Linked DNA regions of Zea mays: region 1 is linked to region 2. Evidence: chromatin contacts called from public Hi-C data. All regions are on one chromosome and are shown on one strand. Each heading gives the region's core, a stretch centred on a gene start, on an enhancer-like site or on the middle of the called end of the contact. The rest is flanking DNA. Distances are from core to core; before and after follow the strand shown.

The links. A called contact is a pair of places that touch in the nucleus more often than the background predicts.
Region 1: a contact with region 2 is called in a Hi-C map of ear, with 2.4 times the contacts expected there. The contact joins two enhancer-like sites. A contact is called at or near these places in 6 of 25 Hi-C or Micro-C datasets (ear, leaf, root tip and 1 more).

What each region holds. Positions count from the first base shown.
Region 1 is chr10:76,187,165-76,189,864 of Zm-B73-REFERENCE-NAM-5.0, forward strand. No RefSeq gene overlaps it. Among protein-coding and RNA genes, the nearest start is that of LOC103641236, 11 kb to the left of the region's middle. Within about 2 kb of position 1,412, at least 14 of the 20 cell types and tissues checked have an H3K27ac peak or open chromatin away from gene starts, as enhancers often do. A contact at or near this core is called in ear, where this site is marked.
Region 2 is chr10:76,068,539-76,071,238 of Zm-B73-REFERENCE-NAM-5.0, forward strand. No RefSeq gene overlaps it. Among protein-coding and RNA genes, the nearest start is that of LOC100501068, 32 kb to the left of the region's middle. Within about 2 kb of position 1,348, at least 14 of the 20 cell types and tissues checked have an H3K27ac peak or open chromatin away from gene starts, as enhancers often do. A contact at or near this core is called in ear, where this site is marked.

The sequences.
Region 1 (2,700 bases), core at 162-2,661, 120 kb after region 2:
AACCATATGTCCAGAGCTCAGTTGTCGCACGTGCCAACCACAAGCTGTCCTTCAAGTACTTTGGGCCATACAAAATATTGCAGCGGATTGGCAGTGTGGCATACAAATTGGAGTTGCCTTCATCTTCGTCGATTCATCCCATTTTCCATGTCTCCCAGCTCAAACCCAGTGTGAAATCTGTTGACCTCGTCAGTCAGTCTTTACCTCATATTCACATGGATGTACAGGTCCCTGTTCTGGTGCTTGCGCGGCGCTCAGTCTCACGCGGCGGACATCATGTGGCTCAAGTCAAGGTGCGCTGGTCCAACTGTGATGAAGCCCTTGACACATGGGAGGACGAGGTGGCCTTGCGTCAACGTTTTCCCACTGCGGCGGCTTGGGGACAACCGCCATCTCTTGGAGAGGGGAATGTCAGCATAGCTGCCAAGGCACATTCAGAGGAACAGAGCACCAAGTCGGAAGCCGGAGGAGAAGAAAGGGGCCGCCGTGCACGCAGGCCGAATCCCAGGGTTGTGGGCCGCGACTGGATTAATTAATGGGCCGGAGGCCATGTAATGAGATACTTAAACAGCTTGTCCGCTGAGAGGAAGGTCGTCGAGAATGATGAACCCTAATTCTACTGTTCTTCTTCTCCTCCATCTCACCTTCTCTAGTTCCTGAGACTTGTGGCGGCTATTCTGTTGTCTGGATTGTTAACACACATGCCTGCCGTCCCTGTCGCGGCCGCGCGGCGAGTCTGGTGGGTAGGGGATGATCAAGCAGGCGGGATGGCGACGGGAGCAGCAGATGGACGCACGCAGCTAAGGACACGTCTCTGTCTCGGCCACGGCTTGCTAGCTGAAAGCTCCCATTCCGAGCATGCACGCACGCGCATGACACTCGCACCCGCACCGCACGCACGACTGCATGCCTTGCCAGCCACCAAACCAAACCACTTCCCCCCTCTCTCTTTTCTGGACGCACACGGCAGCACACCCGGGGCAATGACGAGCACGTACGATACGAGCCTGCATATGCAGCACAGGATGCACATGCATGCCTCTCTGATCAGTGGTGGTCACGCCCACTTTGCGCGCATTCCTTGATGGAGAGGAAAGCAAGACGATGGTCCTCCCGCCCGGCCCGGCCGTGTCTCTCTGTTCCCAGGTAAGGCGGCACAGTGGTCAGCACACCAACGACAGCCGTCGACGACGCTGCACACGCTTCTCGGGCCAGATCGATCCTGCCCCTGCCTGCGCCGTGAACGTGCACATGTGTGTTGCTTTCTATCTCGACGGATCCTGGGGGCACGCTGGTCCAGTGATCGAGTGGTGCTCCTTCTCTTTCTCTCTCTCTGTGTGGCTGTGTGTGTGCTCATCCACTGTACACTGACCATGTTGCGTCGTGGTGTGTGCATGCGTGTCGAGCTCTTCCAGAACGGTCCAACTCAGCTTCTTCTCGCCGCCGGACCCGGAGGGACATGCGTGCATGTCCAACAGCGCCCTACGAGATCCGGCCACCGAATCGGACCCTGCTGTCTACTGTGAAGACATGTGTCGCTGCTTGCATTGCTTCCGTAGTGGCCTCTCTGTTCGATGGACTCTACTCGTCTTTTTTTACTTGCTGTGCACTGTTAAAAAAACTGTGTGTACAGTGTACACTGACAAGATGCATGGTTGAAAGCATATATATGATAAAGTCCATGCTGACAGGATCTTCGATCGGGAACTCCATCGCGAAAAGAAGGGTCTCAAAGAAACTCGAGTGAACAGAAAGCTCTCTCCCTCTCTCTTCTTTCAGCAGCCTGCTGCCGACTTGAGAATGATACGGCATGCCGCTGAGCACTTTCGGTGCTAGCATCCTGTCAAACAGGAACAATAGAAGACAGCATATATATACTTTAGGAGCCATGCGCGCAGCTACCGAAATAGTGAGAGAGGAAGCAACTGACTGACAGTGTAGGAATTACAGCGTTTGTAGAGTAACAGTGGAGCACAACCAATGTGAAGGCTCGTTCCAACAACATTCGGCGCACATGTATCTCACCGGTCACCACCAACTGAGCTGTTGGATGCGGTGTTCCACCCCATTCCAAGACTAACGGTGTCGGTGTGTTTGGTGGAGGAGCGAAGGAGAATGAAGCGGCTCTATTCTTACAGATAGTTGCATTCTTCAGCAAATTTATTCTTAACGTAATGTCTGTATTGCTCTAAGTCTGTAAAGTCTAAGGAATGGAGAATGTCTTTCTTAACGAGACACTCTATTCTCCCCCTTGAAATATGATCCAAATGATAGTTCCATAATGTCGATGAGGTGTCTCCATCACTTCGTTTTATTTTTCTGCCATTGTTGGCTGGATCGTTTTCTGGTGTATCTAAGACGTTAACAGCATCACTATGCGAAGATAAATAAATCATGTCTCGTCGGATGGCAAGACCAACATCTTTATTATCAAACTGAATAACACACAATGTCTGTCATTGTCTATCATCGAAGTGACAGTGGATGTGCTGATCGTCTAATCTCAAAACTGAAGTTCAGTGTGTGCTTCATTTCTGTTAACCACTATAACTGTTTGTCGGCCGTCTAGGAGCCTTTGGCTTGAACGGAATCACATTCACTAGAAGGTACTGCAACAATTCTAGGCACTTTCTATTCTAATGCCCTGTCTTCTTGTAATAGAGGCACGTGTCATGGGGAACTATGAAATTGCCTGACTGT
Region 2 (2,700 bases), core at 98-2,597:
CAAAGCTTGGTGCAGTGCAGTGTAGTGTAGTACACACACCAAATCAGCTGCTGTGGGCTTGGGCTGCCCTTTGCATGACATGGAAAAAAGTATGGTGGTGTACTTGTTCAGTTTTTCCCCAGCAGCTGCCATTCATTCATTTGCATGCTTTATTCCACTGCCCCGCTTTGGCGGCCACAGTGATCATGGCGTGTGTGTGTGTGTGTGTGTGGTGTGGGCTCGCAAAGTTTAGCAGTGACTAAACATAAAGACTGCTGCTAGCTTTACTAAGCGAAAACTATATCGATCTTCTCAAAGCAGGGCAGGTGTATATATGTGTGTATATATATCTGGAGATCTGCGAAGTGGTTTTATTTTTTATTTTGTTTTTGTAAGGAGTACTGAGCAGAAACTGATCGAGCAGCTGGAGACCTCCTGAAACTCGGTCGGTCGTACGTCTCTGATGGAGTTGTGTGGGTGCCATGCATGTGGTGATGAGCTAGCTAGCCCGAGATATTGTAGACTACTAATGCGCTGAAATTCAGACGCGCGTCTCGTCGCTCCTGTTGTAGTGTAGCGCCTGCAATCTAGCCTCCATTGGAGGATATTTCTTGTCCGGGGATGATGATGGTTTTGTGCTTTGAGAGCCGGTTTATTTATTGGGTGGGCACACCGTGTGTATGGGATGGGTGATGGTCATGAGTAGGAGGGGGGCAGACAGACTCAACTACTACAATTCAGAATCTAGTGAGAGAGAGAGAGAGAGAGGCAATTGAAGGTACTTGAATTTTGCATCCACACTCTCTCTCTCTCATATCAATCATGTGATGTTGTTCCAGCATCAACTGACGTACATTTGTTGCGCCTCAGATATATGCCCTGCAGGAATTTCTCTCTCAACTCAGCTCAGCTGGATGTGCTCCACTCGTCCACTGAGCATGCATGCAATTGCTCGTGAGTCCCTTTCGCATATCAAAACATGCAACTTGGGGACCATTATATTGGTCCTGCAATTTCCCTGACCGAATAAGCTAGAGTGCGGAATACATGGCATGATGGCCCGATGGCGATGCATCGGTGCCGATCTGCTAGCTAAGCTTGCACTTGTGTGTTAGTTCCTCCTCATCATGCATCAATCCACCCGGGCCGGCCGGAGGAGCACAAGAATATATGTCATGTCCATGATCTCTATGGATGGATGGACATGGACCAGCACAGCATGATCAGCACCTGTAAACTAACACCCAGGACCGCTACAGAAACTCGCGGAAAGACGTTCTACCTCGGCCGCTAGCTAGCTATGGCCCAATAATACTTAAGCTGGGCTGGCACTGTATATGCATGGTTAGAACCTAGCTGGGGCCTACCTGTACCACCACCTGTAACGTATGGCGGAAAGTATATAGTCGCCAGAAGTTTCTTCGTCGTACGTGCTCGCGCTAAGGTTTTCCTAGTTAGCTTAGGTGAGATGCCAAATATTAATCCACTGATTTTGGCCGTGTTTTATGCATGGATTAAAGCGCTACTTTGGTTAGGGTTCCGTGGAGTAATAATATAATCCTCAGAATAAATCAAATTCGTCTAACGTTCTGAATTTTTTCAGTTAGACTGAGCAGTGTCGTCGTCCTTGTTCATCATTATATATGTTTAGGCATCTTAGAGACTTGAATAATTGTTGTGCCTATATGAATGAATAAAGTTGTAGCCGACTCAAATGTCTTTCTTTGGACACCAAGAACAGCATCACATCACCTATATATTTTTGAAGATATCGCTGTTACGAGTTGACTATTTTGTATCAACGATGTTAATTGGCTTGGCTGGATGCCCTCTAGGGGTCACACCCGATGTTTATATATTACTGATATATGTGGTTACAAAGAAGAGAGAAGATAGAGATATACATGGATGAGATCGTAATCCACAACTAATCCACCGTGAACCACGGTAGAGGGATGCGGCTCTCTCTAATATAGGAATAGACTGTGTTTTCATCTAATACCCCCCTCAATCTGGACACCGTGGAAATAAGTTCAGATTGTTTCTGAAATGCTTGAATGCTGAAGTAGGAAGCGCCTTTGTCATAATGTCGGCCACTTGATCCTTCGACGATATGGCACAAACCTCAAGCCATTTCATGGCAACACGCTCTCGGACAAAATAATAATCAATCTCCACATGTTTCATGCGACGATGAAAAACTGGTTTTGCCATGAGATATGTAGCGCCTATGTTATCACACCATAGGCTCCGTGGTCGTGGAAGAAAAAAAATGCCAATTTCGCGAAGAAGAACCTGAAGCCAGATGATCCCTGACGTGGCATCACTGTAGCTTGCTTGCGAGGACACCATAGGCTCGGTGGTCGTGGAAGAGAGAAGATAGGGATATACACTACCGGACTCACGTTCTTTGCCGAGTGTCTCATACACTCGGCAAATATCATTTTACACTCGGCAAAGAATACTTGGTAAACAATTTATCGGTAAAATGTTCGTTGCCTAGTACTTTTGTTTGGACACTCGTCAAAGACTTTGCCGAGTGTCGAAAAGCACTCGACCAATTAAGAATCTAAAAAACCTCCAAAAAACAGTAAACTATTTTTTTAAATTATGGGAACAACTCTCCAAACACTACACATTATCATACCCATCACCAAACTATTTTCATTATTACTTTGAAACAAATTTACATGTTTTGTGAATGATGAGATTTGAACTCGC